Linked DNA regions of Mus musculus: regions 2, 3, 4, 5 and 6 are each linked to region 1. Evidence: chromatin contacts called from public ChIA-PET, Micro-C and promoter capture Hi-C data. All regions are on one chromosome and are shown on one strand. The core of a region is the stretch at or near the end of the contact, and the rest is flanking DNA. Distances in the headings are between cores, read along the strand shown.

What was found. Promoter capture Hi-C pulls out the DNA fragments that hold promoters and counts their contacts. Hi-C and Micro-C count contacts between places; a contact is called where the count stands out from the background. ChIA-PET counts read pairs in DNA pulled down with a chosen protein or histone mark. Capture Hi-C pulls out chosen DNA fragments and counts their contacts.
Region 2: a contact with region 1 is called in a promoter capture Hi-C map of adipose tissue. The contact joins the promoter of Upb1 here to the promoter of Specc1l in region 1. A contact is called at or near these places in 17 of 39 promoter capture datasets (the C10 cell line, the HPC-7 cell line, HPC-7-derived erythroid cells and 10 more), 5 of 115 datasets of contacts at active chromatin or transcription factors (the 230-238 cell line, CD8 T cells, embryonic stem cells and 2 more) and 3 of 9 other capture datasets (adipose tissue, liver and pancreatic islet).
Region 3: a promoter capture Hi-C map of liver shows a contact between it and region 1. The contact joins the promoter of Rsph14 here to the promoter of Specc1l in region 1. A contact is called at or near these places in 7 of 39 promoter capture datasets (the C10 cell line, cranial neural crest, frontonasal cranial neural crest and 4 more), 1 of 484 Hi-C or Micro-C datasets (embryonic stem cells), 4 of 115 datasets of contacts at active chromatin or transcription factors (extraembryonic endoderm stem cells, large pre-B cells, memory CD8 T cells and 1 more) and 3 of 9 other capture datasets (adipose tissue, liver and pancreatic islet).
Region 4: an RNA polymerase II ChIA-PET map of effector CD8 T cells shows a contact between it and region 1, with 66 read pairs. The contact joins the enhancer-like site here to the promoter of Specc1l in region 1. A contact is called at or near these places in 7 of 39 promoter capture datasets (3T3-L1-derived adipocytes, the C10 cell line, the HPC-7 cell line and 5 more), 3 of 15 datasets of contacts at CTCF or cohesin (CD8 T cells, the NIH/3T3 cell line and large pre-B cells), 4 of 484 Hi-C or Micro-C datasets (B cells, Th1 cells, bone marrow-derived macrophages and 1 more), 23 of 115 datasets of contacts at active chromatin or transcription factors (the 230-238 cell line, CD8 T cells, the NIH/3T3 cell line and 14 more) and 3 of 9 other capture datasets (adipose tissue, liver and pancreatic islet).
Region 5: a contact with region 1 is called in a promoter capture Hi-C map of pre-B cells, with 7 times the contacts expected there. The contact joins the promoter of 4933407G14Rik here to the promoter of Specc1l in region 1. A contact is called at or near these places in 17 of 39 promoter capture datasets (the 3T3-L1 cell line, 3T3-L1-derived adipocytes, the C10 cell line and 10 more), 3 of 15 datasets of contacts at CTCF or cohesin (CD8 T cells, the NIH/3T3 cell line and large pre-B cells), 4 of 484 Hi-C or Micro-C datasets (B cells, Th1 cells, bone marrow-derived macrophages and 1 more), 23 of 115 datasets of contacts at active chromatin or transcription factors (the 230-238 cell line, CD8 T cells, the NIH/3T3 cell line and 15 more) and 2 of 9 other capture datasets (adipose tissue and liver).
Region 6: a Micro-C map of embryonic stem cells shows a contact between it and region 1, with 13 times the contacts expected there. The contact joins the promoter of Gnaz here to the promoter of Specc1l in region 1. A contact is called at or near these places in 5 of 39 promoter capture datasets (cranial neural crest, embryonic stem cells, neural stem cells and 2 more), 2 of 484 Hi-C or Micro-C datasets (both in embryonic stem cells) and 2 of 115 datasets of contacts at active chromatin or transcription factors (embryonic stem cells and extraembryonic endoderm stem cells).

The regions. Positions count from the first base shown.
Region 1 is chr10:75,210,614-75,214,369 of GRCm38.p6, forward strand. It overlaps Specc1l (sperm antigen with calponin homology and coiled-coil domains 1-like), which reads left to right and starts at 1,460. Exons shown (of 16, transcript NM_153406.3): 1 at 1,460-1,606.
Region 2 is chr10:75,405,306-75,408,953 of GRCm38.p6, forward strand. It overlaps Upb1 (ureidopropionase, beta), which reads left to right and starts at 1,606. Exons shown (of 10, transcript NM_133995.4): 1 at 1,606-1,854. The coding sequence starts at 1,751.
Region 3 is chr10:75,030,473-75,034,407 of GRCm38.p6, forward strand. It overlaps Rsph14 (radial spoke head homolog 14 (Chlamydomonas)), which reads right to left and starts at 2,081. Exons shown (of 7, transcript NM_001163535.1): 1 at 2,032-2,081; 2 at 642-886. The coding sequence starts at 840. Gm40692 (a long non-coding RNA gene) reads left to right here. Exons shown (of 4, transcript XR_003948909.1): 3 at 237-361; 4 at 3,841-3,935.
Region 4 is chr10:75,422,660-75,426,538 of GRCm38.p6, forward strand. It overlaps Upb1 (ureidopropionase, beta), which reads left to right. Exons shown (of 10, transcript NM_133995.4): 4 at 1,834-1,928. Among named protein-coding and RNA genes, the nearest start is that of Upb1, 18 kb to the left of the region's middle. Within about 2 kb of position 2,007, at least 31 of the 459 cell types and tissues checked have an H3K27ac peak or open chromatin away from gene starts, as enhancers often do. A contact at or near this core is called in CD8 T cells, Th1 cells, Th17 cells and 5 more, where this site is marked.
Region 5 is chr10:75,447,731-75,451,384 of GRCm38.p6, forward strand. 4933407G14Rik (RIKEN cDNA 4933407G14 gene) reads left to right here and starts at 1,780. Exons shown (of 3, transcript NR_045841.1): 1 at 1,780-2,723.
Region 6 is chr10:74,965,805-74,969,428 of GRCm38.p6, forward strand. It overlaps Gnaz (guanine nucleotide binding protein, alpha z subunit), which reads left to right and starts at 1,373. Exons shown (of 4, transcript NM_010311.4): 1 at 1,373-1,578. All of the region lies in intron 4 of Rsph14 (radial spoke head homolog 14 (Chlamydomonas)), which reads right to left.

The DNA.
Region 1 (3,756 bases), core at 210-2,709:
AAAATAGTGCATATCGTAATTTAAATATTTGCTTCTGTTCATAAATGATGTCAAGGGATATTGATATTGAGGAGTGGAAACTATGTGAGGAATTGTAGGGTACTGAATATGTTGAAATGGTGATTTTTGAATTTTGAGGCATGTAAATTTTCTTAGAAATGCATTCAGAGATATTTATTTATTTATTTAGGGGGGGGCTGGAGAGATGGTTAGGAGCACTGGCTTCTTCCAGAGCTCCTGAGTTCAGCTCCCAGCAACCTGTGTACACATGGTGGTTCACAACCATGTATAATGAGATCTGACATCCTCTTCTGGTGTGTCTGAAGACAACAACGGTGTACTCATATACATAAATATCCATATACAAAATCTTTAAATTTATTTATTTATTTATTTATTTATCTATTTGCTAATTTATTTGAGACAGGGTCTCACCATGTGGCAATGGCTGGCCTGGAATTGGCTATATAGACCACGTTGGCCTGGTACTCACAGAGATGATCCATCTTTGCCTCCTGAGTGCTGATATTAAAAGCATGTTCCACTATGCCCAGTGAATCAGAGATTAAATTCTTAAAAAGAAAACATCAAAGAATAATGTTCCGGCTAGGTCTTGTCAGTTTGATCTAAGTTACCATTATCTGGGAAGAGGAACTTCAGTTGAGAAAATGTCTTTGTTAGATTGCCTATATACAAATCTATAGGGCATTTTCTTGGTTAATGATTGATGTGGGAGAGGCCAGGCTCACCAGGATGTGGTGTGACCCCCTAGGGGATCCTGGATGATATAAGAAAGCAGGCTGAGCAAGGCATGAGGAGCAAACCAACAATCTGTGTTTCTCCAAAGCTTCTCTGCTTCAGTTCCTGCCTTCAGGTTCCTTTGAGTTCCTGCCCTGACTTCTCTCAGTGATGGTGTGTGACCTGGGAGTTGTAAGCCAAATAAACCCTTTCCTCCCCAGGTTGCTTTTGGTCATGGTGCTTTTATTATAGTAATAGAGCCATTTACAAATTTAAAAAGTAAAATAAAAACTACACAGGAATTACATAAGCTTATAGAACTCTTTAACTTTATAATGCTAGTGATCTTGTTCCCTTTAATGGGTGGAGTAGGGACCGGTGTTGCTCATGTGCTGGGAACATAATGGGTGCCTGGCATGTGCATTTTTCTCAACTGTCGGGTTCAGCACACTGTAAACATACATTTCAACCAGAGCGGACCTATTTGCCTTGGAGGAAAAACGAGAGACTAGGAGCACTTCCAGCACAAAAGACTGCAGTTATCTAGTTGCACCGCCGACTAGCACAGCGCGTGCGCGGTCCAGAACTCAGCGCGAAGAGGAGGTGTGACAGCTGGCGCCTGCGCAGTAGCAGCCCAGGGAGGCGCCGATCACGGCACATGCGCGGGGAGTAGAAGGGGGCGGCACCGGTGGATAAGGGGCGGGCGGAGGGCGGGAGCCGCAAGGGAGACAGGGCGGGCCGAGGGAGCGGCGCCGTGGGGTTGGCTGTTGCCCTGAGGCCGGACTCAACGGACCGGGCCGCGCCACCGGGCGAGCTCGCCGCCCGGCCCCAGCCCGGAGCCAGCGAGTGAGCGAGGCGGTGCCGCGCGGTAAGAGCCGGGGCAGGGTCTTCTCCGCTTGTGCCGCGGGCACGTTCGTCTCCTCAGCGCCGCCCGCGCGGCCAGGCCCGGGCGGCCCCGCAGACCCTGGCGGCCCCGCGCCTGCGCTGTCCCCCCTCGTCACCCCCCCCATCCCCAGCCATCCCGCGCCTGCGCCGTCTCCTGCCCGGGCGGACCTCACAGCTTGCCCCGCAGATCCCCCGGGAACCCAGGCTGGCGTGGTACCCAGCTGGCTGGGGGTCTCATCCCTGCGGAGAGGCTGGGTGCGACCCTGGTGCTTGTGTTCCCTGTGGTGTCGGGAGAGACCGGGCATTCATCCTAGTTCCTTGCCCTGGGCTGGGACAGGTTGCCTCCCCATCTGGTGCATTGAGGGTGGGGAGCAGGAGCGGAGGTCCCCCGAAGGCTGCGCCCTGCAGTGTTAGGACCTGGCTGTTGGAAGCTGGCAGTGTTCTTTATTCTTGAGACTTGGCTAATTATGTCAGATTGGATGTGGATGTTTCTGTGTGTTGTTGAAGAAATGCTGCATTTTCATTAGAGGCGTGTGTGTGTGTGTGTGCATTTTCATTAGAGGCTTGTGTGTGTGTGTGTGTGTGTGTGTGTGTGTGTGTGTGTGTGAGAGAGAGAGAGAGAGAGATAGAGAGAGAGAGAGATAGATAGATGGTGGCGATACCCCAGAGAACACTAGAAAAGAAATCGGTTTCTGGTGGGCTTAGCCGCCTAAAACCAAACAAAAATTTCTGTGATCATTCAAATGCAGGCATCCTTGATTTTTTGTTTTGTTTTGTTTTGGGTTTTTTTGTTGTTTGTTTTTTGTTTTGTTTTTGTTTTTGTTTTCACTCTCTTGAAGATCAGTCCTAAAGTGCGGCGGGGTGAGGGGGCACCCTTTGACTGTCATGACAGAGAATCGTAAAGTTTGGCCTACACCTGTAATCCCGAGGCCAAGGCTGGATGAGCTCCAACTGGGCTGCAGAGTAAGGCCTTGTCTCAAACTACAAACAAAAACAAAACAAAAAACAAATCGCGGAGCCCAGGAAGGCTTCTTGTCATTCAGGAAGCTAAATCTTGAGGTGAAATCAGCTGTGGACTACAGGCAACAACAGTTCTATCTAAAGGTTTGGAATGAGGCACCAGCGTTGTTGCATAGGCATTAAAGGCACCGTTCGGTTGGTCCTCTTTCAATATGTCAGGAATGGAAAGAGTTTGAAAAGCAATACGCCTGTGCTGAATTCTGTACAGACTCTTTTTTTTTTTTTTCTCTTGTCCTTTCCTTGTACTGGGATAATATAAGCAATTGACGATGGAAGTGTACTTGAGGGTTGAGTCGTATATGGATAACTTCACTCTCCCATCTTTGGTATTAAGGGCATGGAATATGGCTAGATAAGTGTTTTATAGCTAAGCTATATCTACTCCCCAGCTTGATAAAAATTGAAGTAATGTCTCAAAATATCCAACCAATATAGAAGGGGATATGGAGAAAAAAGTATGTTGGTCTCGTTACATTTTCTTTCCTATTGAGAAAGAGCTGATGCCCCCTTCCCTTTTTCCCCCTTTTAAAAATGTCTCATTTTCCCTTTGGATCTAGTGTACACCAAATAGTGTCCTAACCTTTTGAAATTTTAGATAGCTTGAGAATGCTTTGTATGCTTGTCTGTGTATATCCCAGGTATGTAGGAATCTTCTTGACATTTTCAGCAAGAAAGTGATTTTTTTTTTTGTACCATAGAAAAGCAGTATGAAGGTGTCTTTGTATCATTCAAAATATCAGTGTCAGATGCAGAGAGGAGAGTAATTATAGCTAAAGTGAAATTTGCTCAGGGTGTGTACCTACATCTTGTTTTCTTGACATGTGACTTGTGAAGTAGAAATTGGCTTTCTGACTGACTTGACAGAGCTCATTGTTCAGATGACTCAGGTATCGAAAAAGGTCAAAATTCCTATGAGGGTCGAGTTTTCTTATATACAGGACTTGCTGAATAACTGTATGTCTATTTAAATCACATGTCTAGCTTGCACAAAGTATTACTGCAGACATCTCACCTTGATAGAGGAATGATGACAGTGTAAGGGGTTGAGAGAGTTTCCTTTTCTTTTTGGCCTCATGGCTTTGGGAAAGTAAGCTTTTCTGGACCTGTTTCTCC
Region 2 (3,648 bases), core at 356-2,855, 190 kb after region 1:
AGCCAGGGCTACACAGAGAAATGCTGTCCCAAAAAAACAAAAACAAAAACAAAAGGTTGGTTCTAGGACCCCTAGCAATCCCAAATCCTGGAAGCAAGAGTCCCTTCTTTAACATAGTGTTGTATTTGCAGATAAGCTATACCATCTACTTTAAACAGTCTCTAGATAATAATACCTAACTATGTCAAATGTGGCACAAGCTAAGGTCATCTGTGAGGAGGAAACCTCAGTTAAGAAAATGCCTCCGTAAGAAGGGGCTATAGGGAAGTCTATGGGACGGACATTTTCTTAATTAAAGGTTGATGGGGGAGGGCCAAGCCCACTGTAGGTGGGGCCACCGCTGGGCTGGTAGTCATGGGTTCTGTAAGAGACTGAGCAAGCCATAGGGAGCAAGCCAGTAAGCAGCACTCCTCCATGGCCTCTGCATCAGCTTCTGTCTGCAGGTTCCTGCCCTCATGGCTTTTGATGAAGAACTGTTATATAGAACCGGGGGCAAAATAAACCCTTTCCTCTCTGGGTTGCTTTTGGTCATGGTGCTTTACCACAGCAATAGTAACCCCAACTAAAGGTAAGCTTAATCCAGTGTAAGTGCTATATAAGCAACTGACACATTGTATTATTTAGGGACTAATGTGGGGAAGGAGAAAATCCTTACAAAACGGGCACAACTTGGAGGAAACTTTTTAATCAAGTTTGGTTGAATATGCAGCGGCGGGATCTACACTCAGAGTGCCAACTGTCTCTATGTCTTTGTCTCTACTGTCTTTTTGTTATGCTTTGTGAAGTCTCCCACACAAATCTCTCAGCTTCTAGAAAAGGAAGACACTAGAAGCTGTCAGAGAACATCAAAGCGGTGATATAAATATCTTCAGCCACACCTTCTAGCAAGGTGGCGATGCTCTACCACTGAACTAAACTGCGGCAAGTGGTCACCGCATTCCAATTCCACAGATAAAGCAGCAGATGACCCGAGTAGCAGGATAGCTCCCCAGGTCACAGGAGTAAATCAGGGTCTGGGAGTGCTTCCCTGCCACCCCAGCTCCCAAGTATATGGCCTCTGTAAGTTACAGGGAACAGCAAGAGGGTCTTTCTCCACTCTGCAGCTGGCAAAGCGCACATGTGGGCATGCATACCACAAACGGCAGAGATCCCAAAGCGGCATCAGAGTACAGAGAGTAACCTGCTCGGGATCCCATATTCTGCAGTACTGATTCCAGGGAAACCAAACTTGCTTCTGACTCATGTGATTTGTGGCTCAAAGGAAACCAAAGGCCTGGTATTATCATAGTGCCAGGACTCTGGACTGGCCCCTGAAATACTCAGATGCCAAAGTATTGCTTCTTGTGCCCATCAGCAGCCCCGTGTAGTAGTGGGCCGGCGTGGCTGGCTGCCCTGTTCTGCTGACCCAAACCTAGGTAAAGTTACTTCAGCCCATCAAAGATCTAAGGAAGAAGGAGGAAGAAGGAGGCGCCTGTGTTAGGGAAAGCCTCCAGGGGCGACCTGCACTGATCCAACCTGGTCACCAGAGAGAGCGCCAATAGAAAAGGTCTGCCAGGAATGTCCTGAGCATGTATTGGCTGCCCTCCATAGAGGCGTGAGGAGGGTGTTGCCAGCATGTGAACCCTCCTCACAGAGCACCAAATCCCGTGCCTCTGGAGACCTGCCAGGCTGCTGCCTCCTTCTCCCCATACTCCAGGCCGAGGGCAGGCCATTCGTGTGGGACATCAGTCCCTGCAACCAGCTTCTGGCCATGGCGGGACCGGAGTGGCAGTCCCTGGAGCAGTGCCTGGAAAAACATCTGCCGCCTGACGATTTGGCCCAGGTGAAGCGAATTCTCTACGGCAAGCAGACTAGGTCAGAAACCCAGATGCTGAGTTTGGGGCTTTTGGAGTCACCCATCTGTGGGCTGGAGGAGCAAGGGGAGGGTTTCTCGGATGCGACTGGCTCAGTGGGGGCAGTGATGAGGAACCCTGTAGTTCACTTGCAAAGGCCACATGTCGTGAGAGATGAGAATCTTTAGGGAGGTGACTCTTACAAACCATACTTTCATTGCCCCAGACTCCTTGCTTCCCCAGCCCCGCCCCCGCCATCGCCCACCTTGTGTGGAACAAAATAGGACCGAAAATGAATGTGTCTCTTAAAGCTATCTCCAGGGCCACTCCAACTTTCCTCCCCTCCCTAAGCTACTAGCTTTGCCTCAGACCGCAGCTACCTGGTGGGGGGGGGGGGGCTGTCCAATACCTGCAGTGAGGGTCTCGTGAACCATCCTTCCTAGCAGCTTGGAGATAGAGGAATACTGGACCAAACTAACTTTCCAGACAAGAGAATTGATAACTCAAGTTTTCCCACTCTGGGCAAGCTCACCAGATTTTTTTTTATTCCTTTTGTTTTTATTAGAGTTGGGCATCTGGTATAACAGGTATAACAGAGCTGGAGGAAAAAAATACCCCTCCCTCTTGGTCTTCAGTTTCAATCTATTTTTCTGGAGCAATCAGAAAGTTGTCTTCAAATGGACTGTTTCCTTGTCCTTTGCACAAACGCTATAATGGGTTTTCTAGGCTGTTAGAACAGAATGTGAACTCTGACCTTGCTAAACCTCTGTCCAACTCTTGCTTATATTGGCCTGCTCAGGCCTTGTCCAATGTAGCTTGTTTGCTCTCTGGACTGCATGCCGGTGACCCTGCATTAGAACCTTGATCAGCCAAAGATAATTGATGAAATCACTGGTTCCTGGCAACCTTAGGGTTCCTACAGGGAGGCCCGATCCACTAAATCTACCGCAGCAAGTGGGTGGTAGAAGAACTTCATTGGCATTTTGTTAGCTCCCCCACCCCCCACGCACACGCACACACACACACACACACACACACACACACACACACGAAACTGTCTCCATAATCTGTGAGAGGCTAGATGACCCTAAAATGCTCTCACTTTCCACCGTACTTACAAGATCAGCCAGCCATGAGGATGGGGGATGTAGCTCACTGGCCTGCTGGGCATGCCGGAGGCCTGGGTTTCCACAACCCCATGCAAAACCCCCCAAACAACAGCAGCAATACATTAGTTAGATGAGTAGTGTTAGAATCGAGGCTTCCAAAGAAGATCAAAACAAAAACAAAAAAACAAAGCAAGGAGCATCTTAGCCCAAATTCTAGGAATGCTAATTATTCTGTTTTAAGGGTAAAGTGAGCACGTTATCCTGAAAGATTTTGTTGGTGTCTGAGGTAAAATCAAGGGTTATTATGAAGAAAGAAATATTTCCCATAGAAATGACTGGTACACATTCGAGGTAGGACTGAGGCCAGGTCAGAGATTACCGAGTAAGAGGGTTTATATCAGCATTTGGAGAATCACAAAGCAGGGCAGAATTGTAATGGAGGGCACAATGCTAACTGGGGCTAACCTGTGCTAACCTGGGACTAACCTATGCTAACCTGGAACTGCCAGGTCCTAACCCTGGGCTTTGGCTTCCAATACCTGAACAAGTTCCTTTGCCCATTTCCCATTCTTCTCTTAGGTTCTGTTCCCTGATGAAATTTTCACGTTCTATCTCTTAAGGTGTGAACCTTCATGCATGCTTAGTTCTTACAACTGGGTGAGTTTTGGCTGTGAATAGAATTTCCACCTGAAGATAGGAAATTATTC
Region 3 (3,935 bases), core at 831-3,330, 180 kb before region 1:
GGGCAACTCACAACTACCTATGACTTCAGTTCTGGGGACCAGGTGCCCTCCTCGGATTCACAAGCACTTACCAACCTACAGACACATCCACATAATGAAAAAAAAAAGAAAGATACATTTCACAAACTAGTCACTGTGCCTTTGGATTGGCTAGATCTAGGGATGACAGATTTAGCATATAAAGATCCAGCTTAAATTTTTAAGGATTTACTTATATTATTTAAAATTATATCTAGGTGTGTGTGTGCAAGTGCACATGGAGGACAGAAGCCTCCGTTCTCTGGAGCTGGCGTTGCAGACGGTGTGTGCTCTCTGATGTCGGGTCTGGGATCTGAACTCAGGTCCTCTGGAAAAACAGCAGGTACTGTTGAGCACTGAGCCATCTCTCCAGCCCATCCTATTTAACGTATTGATTAAGCAACCTTAGATTCACACCCCTCCTGAACACTGAGTTTCAGACCTGTAAATTGAAAATGTGTCTTCTCTTGGGGGTAGCGCTGCACTTGGGGGCACGGCTGGCCTGAAATCCAGCTTAATAAGTAGCAGCTCTTACTCCTGATGCCATCTGATGTCTGAACTACATCAGCCCCTCCCTCCCCCCCCGCCCCCAGCCATGGTTACCGGGTGTGGGATGCTCTCACCTATGTTGATGGCCTCGTAGACATACTCAGGATCGTGCATGAGGTCACACAGAGCCACTAGGGCTTTCTGCCTTGTCAGGAGATCCCTTGACTGTAGCTCCTCATTAAGCTTGCTCAAGGCCCGGCAGCCATAAGCAATGGCGGCTTTTGTGGGGTCGATGTCAGGAGGCATATACATGGAGATGCGGGCATGAGCCATCTTTTCACACCTGCCAAAGGGCTTTGAAAATGAACCTCTGTAGAAACTGCTAATAAAAGAACAACAACAACAAACACACACAGAAGAAAAACTGTCATTATTACTATTATCAGGTAGAAGCTTATCCATCTCAGCCTCAAAACTGTCTGTGAAGACAAACAGGGTGGATACTTTCATCTGGATTTACTGATGAGCAAACAGGGGCTGACCAGATTTCTCAAGGTCACGGCACGGGTGTGGCCCAATGACAGAAGAAAATGCTTGGGATACTTGGTAGATTGGTTCCTTAGTCACAGTACCAAAGACGAGGGGGGGTTGCGGGGGGGGGGGGGATAGGCCAGCCAAGTAAAAACCAACATGTGTTCTCCTTTGATGCTCCTGCTTAGCTGGTGACAGCAATAATTTGTGACTGCCAGTTAGATAGATACTAAACTGCTTAAAAAGAGCTGTCCATGTAAGGAAATAGATTTTTGGCTAGGGAGTTGGTAAAGCTAGAAACTATCAAATAGATGCCCTGTTCCTTCCTGTTGGGGACATGCTTAGAACACTTTTGCAAGAAGGGTTAAAGAAGGATTTCTTGTCCCCCACACATACACTCTTTGAACAACCATAGGCAATGTGGCTTCAGGGTTAAGACTGGGATATAGTCCAGGTCCACGGGCTATCCTTGACAAGTCACTCCCTCTTCTATATGCATCATCTCTGCAGCTGAAGAGTTAGGTATTTCCTTTCTGCCCTTCCAGCACAGCCATATAACTGATACCCATGAGCCTGGCTGGACAGAACTTAGAATATATTGATTGTGGTTATTATCCTGATCACTATTGCAGAACCTGGCAGGACTCAAACTCTGAAGTTAAAAAACAACAACAACAACAACAACAACAACAAAAAAAAAAAAACCAACAAAAAAAAAAAAAAAAGAAAACAAAACAAAAAACCAAGGCAGGCCACCAGCCAAGACAAGGAGGAAAAGCCCCAGACTGGGAAGGTAACAGCCATCTCTAAAATGGGGTTCACTCCAGGGGATCTTAGTCTCTGGGACATGGGCTGCCCTCCTATAAATGGCACACACTACAGGAATCCTGCTACCAGCAGGAAAGGCGAGACCCAGGCTGTGAGGGCACCAGCCCCGTGTGAATGGAACTGGGTGGGTCAGGAAGCCCCCTATGCCCTGTGCCAGGCACCCACCTCACAGCTGCCTCACTTGCCTCAGTGCGTGAAGTCTCCTGGTGTCTGCCAGCCAGAGCGCTTGGCCCATTACCAGGCGACCTGGTTGCTAGGAGACTGCCAGCGTCTGCAGCTTCTCGGTCAATACTCTGGGGAGCCAAGGCGCAGGCGCAAAAAGACTAAGGCTAAGCCCAGTGAAGAAGGGAAAAACAACATAATTTTACAATGTTACTATGAAGAACAAAGACAAGTCTCCTTAGTGGTACAGATTTCCTGTGACCTTTGCATGCTTTGGGCCATCCGGGTGAAGGAGTAACTTTATACAGTTCAAGGCTAAGAATCTCAAGGAAATTCAGTTGCTCTCTCCGAGTCACGTAGACCTGACCCCAGAACTGCCCGGTCAGGGCCCATATTTCTGCAAGCTGATCCACCCAGTACATACTGGCTGAAGTGGTTTTCTAGGCCCCCAACACCACCTGCCTAACATCTCCTTTGGCTCCCCAAAGACTGTCTCCTCACCGAGTCTGGGTGGTGGTGCATGCCTTTATTACCGGCTACATGGGAGGTAGACACAGACAATATAGCAAGACCCCATTACACTCTCCATACACATAGGAGGGCCCCACCTAACCCCCCTCCCATATACATACAACATACCAAAACCCTGCCTAGTGTACTACACATGATATAGCAAGCCCTGACTAACTTCCCTAACATATACACATACGCCATATGGAGACTTTACATAAACCTGCATGTGCGCACATGCGTGCACGCGCACACACACACACCCTAAGACCTTGCACAAACTCAAACACACACAGAATGTAACAAGACATCTGTCTGACATCCCCCATAGACACAACTCAGTAAGAGCCGCCTAACCCCCTTAACATAGCAAGACCTTGCCTGTGTCTGTTTCATTTACTGCCTCTCTGTACCAAGCATATGCCAAGAAGCGTTTGATAAATGCAAAATGAATGACTTATGGGCTTGAGTTAAGAGTTACAATTTAAAAGCATTTTTTCTGCAATTCACACATTACCAAATGTATTAGTTACTCTTTCCTCGACGTGAGAGAATGCCTGGGAGAAGCAACTTACGTGAGAAAAGCTTTTAGTTTGGCTTGGAATTTCAGGAGGTCTGACCCACCGGTGCTTGGCAGACTATGGCAGTGGGAAAATATGAACTATGAACCAGGGATGGAGAGGAGAGGAGAGGAGAGGAGAGGAGAGGAGAGAGGATAGCTATTTCTAAGGACTTCCCCTCAGTGACTTGGCCCCTCCCACAGTCTGACGCTTCCACCATCGGGGGAGCAAGTATTCAAAGCATTGTAGTTTCCCTTGTTCTTAGTCGGGTCAAAGGTCACTAGGAGAGAGGTCACCCATTGGGCACATGAGACAGTTTTTTTGTTAGTATGACGAAAAACCAGACAAAAGGCAAATTGAGGGGAGAAGGATTTATTTCAGCTCACATATTGAGGGTATGGTCCATCATGGCAGCAAGGCAGGACAGCAGAAGTGACTCTGAGATCTGACACTTCACCTTCTGGTAACCCGATGGAACTAGGCGCAGGTAAAGGCGAACGCTGGGGCCCAACTGGTGCTCAACTTATATTCAGGGTAAGTACTTCTCAGTTAAAGCTCTCTGGAAACATCCTTACAGACACTCGCAGAGGTGTTCACCTGAGGGTAACTCTAAATCCTGCCAACAGTGATGCTCAAATATGGCAGACTGAATAATAGTTTCCCATCAGTTGGACCTTCCAGCAGTGTCGGCCCTATTTCCCATGCTGCACTGCTGGCGTTTCTCTTTCTCTTCCGGTCCCAGGTGCCGCGAGCGCTGCAGGTTACCGTGCAGACATGGCCAGGTCCAAGAACCATAGAACCAGTCCCAAAAATGGCTCAGAAATGGCGTCAAGAAGC
Region 4 (3,879 bases), core at 757-3,256, 210 kb after region 1:
ACATCTAGAAACATCCGTTCAGCTAGACAGTTCAAAACGAAAGGAGGTGGGTTCGTATAAGACAGGGAGCTAAAGACTGCTGAATGGGTCAGTCATCATATGCATACCTCAAAAACCAAACAAAGAACAGTAACAATAAACCAGTGAGCCCAGGAGAAAACAACCGGGGTGATACGCAGGGAGTATGAGCAGCAAAGAGAGGACAAATCTAGGGTTCCCAGGAAATATGCAGCAAGCTACTCAGTATGACTGGTAATGAAGAACATTGTTATCTCTGCAGTACTGAGACGGAATCTAGCTAAGCCCTGAGTATTCTAGAGAGGGGCCCTATCAGTGAGCTGCTTCCAGGACAAGGAAGACATGCAGACATGCTTAATCATGATGAGGTATCCATTTGGTTAACATCGTGGTAGTTATAAAGATAACTGCTTTACTACAGTATTTCACATTTGCCCAGTGTGGTGGTTTGTATGTGTTTGGCCCAGAGAGTGGCACGATTAGGAGGTGTGGCCTTGTTGGAGTGGGTGTATCACCATGGGTGTGGGCTTTAAGACCCTCATCCTAGCTGCCTGGAAGCCAGTCTTCTGCTAGCAGCCTTCAGATGAAGACGTCGAACTCTCAACTCCTCCTGCACCATGCCTGCCTGGATGCCACCATGTTCCTACCTGGATGATAATGTACTAAACTTCTGAATCTATAAGTCAGCTCCACTGGCTTATGTTGTCCTTATAAGAGTTGCCTTGGTCATGGTGTCTGTTCACAGCAGCAAAACCCTAACTAAGATACCCAGGGTAGTATAACAACATCATACATAGCTGAGAGTCTCAGGGTCCACTCCTAGTTCAATCCTTCTGACTCATTGTTTTAGTTAGGATTCCTGTTGCTATGAAGAGACACCATAACCGCAGCAACTCCAAAGGAAACCATTTCATTGGGGCTGGCTTACAGTTTGGAAGTTCAGTCCATTACCATCATGGCGGGAAGCATGGCCACATGGAGGCAGACATGGTGCTGGAGAGCTGAGAGTTCTACATCTTGATCCTCAGGTAGCAGAGGTGAACTGTGAACCTGGGCTTAAGCCTCAGAGACCTCAAAGCCTACCCCTACAGGGACAGTCTTCCTCCAACAAGGCCATACCTATTCTGAAAGGGCCATACTTTTTATTGGTGCCACTTGCTGTGGGCCAAGCATTCAAACACAGTCTATGGGGGCATTCTTATTCAAACTACCACACCCCGTACAGAAAGGTGCTGTTGTGAGCACCATATGTATGGAGATGACACACATTCTTTACTGTTCCTATATACGTATCCAGTGTTGGGAAGCAAGCAAATGCAAAGAGGTGACTTTAGGTTTAGGGACATGACTCAGTGGTCGAGCACGTGTCTAACATGCGTAAGACTCTGGGCTTAACCCTCAGCACTGAAAACATAGAACTCTGGTGGTATAGACAGTGATAGAATGGTTAGTTTGCCCAAAGACCTAATTTTGAATTCAGTACCACATGCATGCACTCATGTTCATTAATTTAATTAATTTCTACTGAACTAAGTCCCTGGCAAGGTCTAGCTAAAGATCCTGAAAATGATGCCTTTGTCTTTGGACATCCCCCTCCTGTCCAGTAGTTTCCAAACTTTTATAGGTTTATTTCTGAAAAAGCTTCCCTGTCCCCAAAGAAAAAAGATCCCAGTGGTGACTTGCTCTGGCCTGAGGATACCCTCTAGGGGTCACCTCATTCGTTCCTAACCTACCTACCTCTATCTCTCTCTGTCTCTCTCTGTCTCTCTGTCTCTCTGTCTGTCTCTGTCTCTGTCTCTCTCTCTCTCCCCACAGATATGCCGTTCGCTTTTTGTACACGAGAGAAACTTCCTTGGACAGAATTTGCTGAGTCGGCCGAGGATGGGCTCACCACCAGGTTCTGTCAGAAGGTGACCTTAACTGTGCTCCGGTAGCGGTGGCTGGCCAACCCACGCGGGCTGCAGAGCACAGCCACAGCTGTCTGATGTGCCTCTTCAGTGTGGAAAATATTTACCAGAGAAGATTAGATAGTACTTGGACACTTTCATTATTGTCAGGTTTACTTTCATTTTAAGTTTGTAGTTTCAGAGCTACAAGGGCCCTTCCTGGCTTTACCAGTGACAAGCTGCAGCCCGGGGAGAGATGGTTTGGAGTGACTTCATGGAAAATCTGTCAAATGATGGAGCTGCCACTCCAGGATGAGAGTCATTTATCTTCTCTAGACCTTTGCCCTTCCCACTTGCCGTAATTGAGTGAAAGTTTTAACACACAGTCTGTCTCATAGTGTAGAGATTGTTTTTTATTTTTCCTAACCAAAACATCGTTATATATGAGATCTGATCCCAATTATAAAAACTGTCCAGAACACTCAAATCTCTAGAGACAGGAGAGAAAAAAAAAAGTCAGGTCAAAAGGGTTAGGAAAGAAGAGGAGCGTCTGCTAATGGGTGCAGGGAATCCTTTGCAGGCGGTAAGAATGTATCAAAATTAGCTCGTTATAACCATTGCACAACTCTGGGATACTGAGCACCAGCAGCATATATATCACCTTATAGGGATGATTCTGGGTGGGCGGTGGTGGCTCGGGCCTTTTATCCCAGCACTCAGGAGGCAGAGGCAGAACGATCTCTGTGGGTTCTAGGCCAGCCTGATCTACAAAGTTCCAGGACAGCCAGGGCTACACAGAGAAACCATGTCTTGAAAAAGCAAAAACAAAAGAAACAAACAAACAGAAAAGCAAACAAACAAACAAAAAAACAATGGATTTATTCCTTTGAACTATATTTCAGTAAAGCTGTTATGAGAAAAATCCATACTAGTCAAGAAATTATGAATGGTAATGTGTCTTTATTCTCAGCTCCAACAGATTTCTGTTCTCATTCAGACTTTGTATCATGCTTAAGGGGGTTTGAGACAGAGTCATAATCATAGTGATTTTTTAAAAAAGGTGGGCAGGTCATGGAGATTTAGCTCTTGTGCATGGATTTGCATCCATATCTCCAGAGTGGTTTTTCCCCCTTTTAATAAAAGCAAGTGCAGTCTCTTCTTTCTTCGTTCTCCCACCCTCCACTAGGACAGTTCAGCACAGTGGCCCAGGAGTTGCTGGATGCTGCATGTTTGACCTTGGACCTGGACCTCCAAGGAAATAAATCTCTGTTCTCTATGAGCTACCCAATCTCTCTTATTCTGTTGTAACAGCACAAAACAGACTAAGTGGCAAGGTATCTTACTATAGCCGAGAAGAATAGTGATAATTCATTAAGAGTTTTTTTGAGATGGGTACTTACTCTAGGTTTAGTATCCTGGAGCTCTCTAAATATGTCTCCCAATCTATTCTCAAACTCTTAACGTTCTCACCCCAGCCTGCCAAGTCTCAGGACTACAGGTATGAACTACCATACCAGACTCGATTTTACTTATTTTTTAAAAATATCGTTCAGTTATTCTTTGACAGTTTAATACATGTGTATAATATATATTGATCCTATGCACCTCCAAGCTCCTCCCATTCCACAAGACACACCCCCAACATGCCCCCTCCCCCAACCTTTGTGTCCTCTCCTTGGTTTTGGTAATTCAAGAGTACAATTCATTTTTTTTCTTTTTTTTTATTACGTATTTTCTTCAATTACATTTCCAATGCTATCCCAAAAGTCCCCCCCCCCCACTCCCTTACCCACCCATTCCCATTTTTTGGCCCTGGCATTCCCCTGTACTGGGGCATATAACGTTTGCCTGACCAATGGGCCTTTCTTTCCAGTGATGGCCAACTAGGTCATCTTTTGATACATATGCAGCTAGAGTCAAGAGCTCTGGGGTACTGGTTAGTTCATAATGTTGTTCCTCCGATAGGGTTACAGAT
Region 5 (3,654 bases), core at 530-3,029, 240 kb after region 1:
GTGTGGGGAGCCAAAGATGTCTTCAGTGTATGTCAGCCACGTCAAGGATCTACTCTACAGATCCATGGGAACGTTATCTCTCTAGATGAGCATAATTACGAGACCATCACAGAAATTCACAGCTGGATACAGTGCAGAGATCAACAGATTGTGGGGAGCCAAGCAACAACAGACACATAGCTACATAGCTCCTGCATCTATAGCTTGGGGGGGGGGGGCGGAGATTAGGAGATTGAGACTGCCAGGAAGTCTGCTGTGAGACAGTCTCTCCTAAAACAGCTACATAAATAAGACTGGAACAATCACAATAGCAATGGGCATATTCACATGAATGGGGGGGGGGGTCATTTCACAGTCTCTCACTCCTACACAAAGAACTACAGGCAGCTGTTGACTACTGGGCTGTAGCAGGAATAGTGGGACAGCCTCTAGGGGCCACACAGCCCCAAACGTATCTCCTGCAGGAGAACCTAATTGAAGACTACCTGAGAGACCAAGGATTGCTGGTACAGACAATGCCAACCAATCAAGATCTGCTGTTTAGAAAAGGTGCTTCCTTGGGACCAACGAGGGTATTAAAGGAGCTTGCAGCAGTGTTTAGAAAGCTTGCTGCAGCGTTTCTCACGTGCTCCCAGAGTCTCCGTTGACTCTGCACTACCTCAACACCAACTCCCAAGGGCAGGTAGGGTCAGGCAGAGAGCAGCCCAGGGCACAGGCAACACTGGGAAGGAGTATCAGCCTCTCCTAAGAGGTGAGAACCATTTGATTCTCCAATGCAGGGTGGTCAGCCTTGAAACCATCACTCACAAACAACAGAAACAGACTCAGCAAGGTATGTGTGCGTGCGTGTGTGTGTGTGTGTGTGTGTGTGTGTGTGTGTGTGTAAGAGAGAGAGACAGACAGACAGATTATCAAAAAGAAGCTATCAAGTTGAGAATGTGAGCCCATGGGAGAGGTTTGAGGGAAGGGACCTAGGAGGGGCTGGAGAGAGGAAATGAAAGGGAGAAGTGTTATAATTCTATTTTAATTTAAAATGTTTTCTTTTAAAGAAAGCAAGCTGAACACTATGGGAGGCAAGCCCAGTAAACCATTCCTCCATGAATTCCCGCTTCAGTCCCTGCCTCCAGGCTCCTATCTTGGGTTCCTATTCAGACTTCCTGCCTTGACATCCCATAATGAAGGACTGAAATGTTGAAGTGTAAGCCAAATAAACCCTTTGCTCTCCCAACTTGGATCAGATCATCCTATTTATTCAACCAACAGGGGAGCAAACTAGGGCAGGAATCCAAGGCTATCCTAGATTGCATAGCAAGCTCAAGACTAGCCAGAACCAGTGAGACTCTGCTGCAAATCAAGATCTAGGTAAGTAGTTCAGAGGCACAGTGCTTGTCTGGCATGCGCAGAGCCCAAAGTCAGTCCCCTAGGTCTGCTTTCTGTCTTCCCTGAGCGGCATTCCAGTGGCGAGGCAGATGCACAGCCAGACAGAGCCCTGATCTAACAACAACATGTGTTAGAGACACAGGGGACATTCGTGAACAGAGAAGAGGCCATGTAAGGACACAGAAGGCAGCCATGGCACACCCATAAAAGAAACCTCAAGAGAAGCCAAACCTGCCCACACCCCCATCTTGAACTAGGAGCGACTAGAACTCTGAGGAATAAATGTTTGTTGTCTAAACCACTCCTTCTGTGATGTCACATTATGATTTCATTACACAACTAACATTCTCTCACTATGAGTTCATACACACACACACACACACACACACACACACACACACACACCTACCTCAGCCAGAACATGTGCTCTTACATACTCAGGGTGTGTAGCTATACAGATACAGTTCTAGGAGGCATCCATGCCAAGAGAGGGAGAGGGAAATACTGCCCACTGGCCAGGATCAGTTGTTACAATGGAATCCAGTCTAAGTATACAATAAGCTCCTGAACTTTTAGGGGCATGGGAAATGAGCTGTCTGCTCTCAAATGCCACATTTGCCTTCTTGTCTATGTATCCCAAGTCCCTGAGGCTCAGCAGACTCCCAGAGTGCATAAGGAGATTCCATCAGTTGGGATACACAGGTGTATGACTAAGTCTCAATTTCCAGCTTCATTTTATGCTGGGTGCTTGAAAAACTGTTATTTATTTAAAAGGGGGAGGGTCATTAATTTCACATCTGTATTCAGTCAAATGCCCTTCCCCCACATGCTCTGTAACTGTTAAGACATAGCTCAAGGATAAAATTTAATTCTCTGGCTTGGTATTGAACACCTAGTCCAAGGTTGGCCAGTCAATTGCTATAGTTTCTTGTTAACCTCTGACTAAATTACAAAAGAACACGTCCTTGAAATCTTTCTGACACCCATGTGTATATTTAAATCCAATCCATATGGCAGGATATGATACAATCTTCTAAGACAGACGGTGCAATGGTCACTGTCTCTTGGTATTCACATTCCCATATGAGAATTAAAACTAGTAACTTTCTTTGAATATAAAGCACAGGGAGTTTCTTGGTTTACAACAATAAATTCCTTCATCGAAAGCTGGGAATAGCAGGAAGCCGAAATGCATTGCAAACGTCTGTCCTACTGAATGTAATAGCTCAGGACAATTGTATTAGCCTACGGATGGGAATAATCCAACACAAAACACGTTTGATTCAAAGCAGTGCCACAGGTCCCACAGTGGTTGCATGTGCGCTCTTCATACCACCTGAAAGGTAAGCGTTCTAAAACCTGTACGTTGAGGACTGTCTGGAGAGCAATCATGGTAGGTGGTGTTCCTGAGATGCGGTAGCCAAAGGACCAGGGCTTCTATCCTGCTCATTCAACTGTTTCGCTGTAAGAAAGTGTTAGAGCTGTCTTATAGAGAAGCCTGCATCCCGGGATCCAAACCCTACAAAGGACCATGTCAGTGAACTTGACAGTGGAGTCCCTTCAACCCCATCCAGCCTTTAGGATGAGAGCTCAATTATAACCTGAGGCACCCAGTTCTTGAACCTAGACCCTCGACCACAGAAATGGTCGGATAATACGTTTGTTGTCTGAAGGCACAAATATTAAAGTAATCTGTTATGCAGTAACAGACAGTAATATCCAATGTAGCATAATGTGTGCCACAGCAATGGACATCGGAAACACAAGACCCGACTCCAATTCTTCCTCTGACTTCTTGCCTAGAGCAACCTTTGCCTGACCTGAATGTGAGAGAGATGTTCTCATGGGTCATTTTATACACCACTGTCACGTCTTGCAACCTCTCTTGGTTTTGTCCTTTTGAGAAACTGGAAGCCCGGAACCACTTAAGTTCCTTTTGGCCTTTTGTTTAGACAGAGCAGGTGTTTGGACAAACAGATAAAAAAGTCGGTTTTGAGAAGTAAGAACTGTGCCAAAAACAAGCTGTTTGTTCGTGTTTGGAAGAAGACTCGAGGAGCAGAATTGAAGCAGATGTTCGGTCTGGGAAGAATTGGCTTCTGTCTTTATCAAAATGAGACTTCAGTGGCAATCACGAGCAGCCAGTCCCCCTTGAAACTTGTTCCTGGTGATTTCGCCTTCTTCATGGGCAGCCTAAGCCCCATTGGCAATTGTGACCGGCGACAGAGAGAGCAGCTCTTGGACACTCTAGGTCACTTGAGAGGAAAGGAAGCCAAT
Region 6 (3,624 bases), core at 123-2,622, 240 kb before region 1:
CAGGAATATTGTAAGTTCCATTGCAAATTCAACTGTCAAATGTAATTCCTACATTGGTTTTACCCTCAGCAGAAGGATGAACTCTGCCCCCTGAACCTGCTGCAGAAACTGCCTCTGCCCAGCCTAAATCACTTGCTAAGGTGTATTTCCTACATACATTAACCCTCTGAAGAGTCGATAGTACAGTTTTTGACAGATTAGGAGACTGACTCTCAGCCAGGTTCCAGTGACAGACTGGCTGCACAGCCGGATGAGTTGGTAGAAATGCTCTTTAGCCATTAGCAAAAGTCCTTCGGTCCTTATTGGTCACTGTAGCAAGACAGGTGTCTTGACTGGCTTCAGTAGTACCCATAACCAGTACCTGGTCCCATCCCTAAAAGTTTAGGCAGCCCTTTCACAGGTGGGCTGTCTACCTGGGGTATGCAGTACAACAGTCAGCCACTGCACAATTGAGACAATCCCACGGAAAGTGGTGTGATGTTGTCCTGCCTCTGGAGCGTCTAGCTGGCAAGCACCAACATTATCGTCATGGCTCCCCATCTCATCCTGGGCTCTAAGGCACATATGCTTAAAGTTACAAGGATGGAGAAGGCAGAGAGGCACTATTGTGGTGGCACCTGGCCTGAGTCTTTCTTGTACAGGAGTAAGGTACTACCAGCCAAGACCCACAGACGGACTCCTCCTGATGAGAGTAGAATCTCACAGCTAGGTTCGTTTGTCAAAGATCTGATGTCTCCTGGGGAGTTTCCAAAGAGGTCAGGGGCTTCATTGATCTGGGACCCTTCGGCTTCTCTCTGTTGCGGGGGTCGACTCCCAGAAGTGCCCCTACATGCTAAAAAAGGAGAGCAGAAGAGAGGGCGAACCATATGCTGCGAAATCTCTCCAGCTTAACCCATCAGGGTTTTCTCGCGCCCTAAAGGATTATTGACATTATCCAAGGAAGCCTGGACGACAGCACCTTGCAAAAAGACATTGTGGGAGAATAGGTTGCCAGGGCTGAGTTCGAACCCCATTTGAGGTAGGGCAGGAAAGCCAGCGTGCAAGGAACCGGGGCTACACTGCTCTGAAGGTGGGTTTCCCAAGATGCTAGAAGTAGCTTCGGGAAGGCTCGGCGCAGTGCAGTGCCACAGTAGCTGGAGCCAGCAGCGCGTGCGGTAAGGCGGCGCGCGCACAGCCGCGCCCCTCCCCTGTCTGTCGTTATTGGACTACTCGCACGTCCGTCGGCAGTTATCGCCCAATGGAAAACGAGCCGGAGCTAGTGGTCGGGCGGCAGCGCGTGGTGCGGGGCAGACAAGCGGCAGACCCCGCCCGCGGTTGGCCTGGCAACGGACTGCGCTCGCGACTCCGCCCCCTGCCGGCGGCGGCGCGGTGCGGGGCGGGTGGACCCGCTTGCAGGCGGCGCGGGAGGGCGGAGGAGGGAGCCAGGGCGGCGGAGCGTGTGTGCCACCCGCGGACCGGTCACGTCCTCGCGCGGCCGCCGGCACCCGCTTCGTGCAGAACCAGGGCGCCACAGCCCTACGCTCGCGGCCCCGCCCCGCCGGGTGCAGCTCGACCGACGCACGAAGCCGCGCCCGGGAGGTGAGTGAGTGAGCGCACCAGCGGCCCCGGCGCGCACAGCTGAACCCGGGGCTGGGGGCGCGGCTGGGGCGCACCCCACCCCCACCCGGGTCGGGGCCTGGGGCCTTTGTGCTGGGGACCCGAGATCTATAGGGCTAGGGGTGCAGAGGCAGGGATGCCCCTCCGGGTGGGAGAGCCCGCTAGGGGTGGGGTTGTCTGCTAGGTGGGCAGGGGGTGGCTATGGCCCAGACAGGTGCCTTGGGAGGGAGGAGCGGCGGCCCAGTAACCCTTGGAAGGGGTGGCTGCCACCTGACGAAATTGGGCAGGGGGTGCAGAGGATGATGTGGGACCACTGCACGCCCTGAGCGGGTGCGGAGTGCAGGCGGGCGATCTGCAGGAGCGACGCCAGGCGGGGGGTCTCTCTCCGGGGGTCCAGGGGTACAGGCAGCCGCAGGTGTCAGGAGCTTGGCCTTGGGTAAAAAAATAAAAAAATAAAAACGGGAAGAGAGGGCCCTGAGGCCCGGTACAACAGCTCGCTGTTCTCGGTCATCGCTCTTGCAACGGAGCAGGTTCCTTGGAGGCATTTGGAGCCAGAGATGAGTATCGACCTGCTGCGATTGTAATGTGTTCCTGGCTCAATATTTTTTCCCTTAAAAGGCGGTGGGGTGTTTGGGGAGGGGTGTGAGGGCCTCTGCTCCGGATCCTGCGGTGAATCTATGGGGGCTCTGCCTTTAGGGAGGTGCTGAGCCTATCTGGATGGAGGATGGCAGGAATCTGCCTAGGCCGAGAATTGGGGATCCTGTTACAGAGAGGAGGATGGGAAAGCAATGCCAAGTGAGACCAGGGTTCCCTGGAGTGTGAGTCTCAGGGTGGAGGGACCAGCCTGGTAACGATGTCGCCTTGTCTGTGGAGGAGATTGGGGCAGGACCCTGAGCCTTGACACTCTTTTCTGCCCAAGTGGTTTCTTAGCGCTGAGAATCATCATCTAGGTCTGCTAACCTGGCCCCTGTCTAGAGGAAGCTGCTTGGCCAGATTCAATTAAGCAAACATTTACTGAGTACTGGCTCCCCTAGGGCTTGTGCTAAGGTGGAAGGGTGGGAGTGGACTGGGCCAGCCCTCCCAGGACTGATTCACCTTCCTCAGGGGGAAATAGGGCTGTGCTCTGATAACCAGGCCTTCCTTCGGTGCAGTGCAGGGGGGCTTGGGAGGGGCCTGGGAGAGAGATACCCCGGGCTCAGGTCAGACCTGCCTATGGGCAATGTAACGTTTGAACTGGAGCTTGAAGGACACGGGCAGGGTCAGAATGGGCAATGTGGGCAGAGGGAAGAGAATGAATGGAGAGGCCCAGGAACTTGGGCAGCTGGCTGGGTTGGGAAGGAGCAGGGGAGGGATATTGAGGGAGGGAGGAGTCAGGACATGGATGAGGGAGGGGTGGGTGAAAGGCCAGAAAAAGCACAGGAAGGGAAATGGACAGAGGCACACCATGGCTGTCTGACCATGTTTGTGGGGCTGTCTCGGTGGAGACCACAGCCTCCGTGTCTATAAAAGGGAAGGTTCTGTGACCCCTGGAGCGTAGTTGTGTTAGAGAAAGAACTTCAGAGACCAGAGAGGGCTCCTGGCCACCTGGGACTGCCCTTGCAAGGCACCTTGTTCCTGGCAGAGCCAAGGGCCCTGGGTAACCAACCCACCCAGCCCCCTGCCCAGCCGAGATGAAGTCACCTGCTTTGAAGGAGACAGTTTTTTTAGCTGGTGAGTCTGGAGTTGGGAAGTTTTGGAAAAAAAAATGACTCTGGTAGGAAAGGCCATTGAGGGGACCCAGGAGGCTACAGAGGGTTGTCCCGTGCTTGGATAAAACAGCGCCTCTTCCATTTGCCTTCTCTAGACATGAAGAGATGCTTGCATTTGCTGTAAAACTCTTCCTGTGTGTTCCTCTAACAGATGCTTTCCTTTTTATGAGACAGGCTGTGAATAGACATAGTTCTTCCCCCATAGAAGGCCGATGTCACCTTCTGCCCTAGCTCTAGCTACTCCCTTCTTCCCAGAGATGGTTTTGGTTTCTCTCAGAAG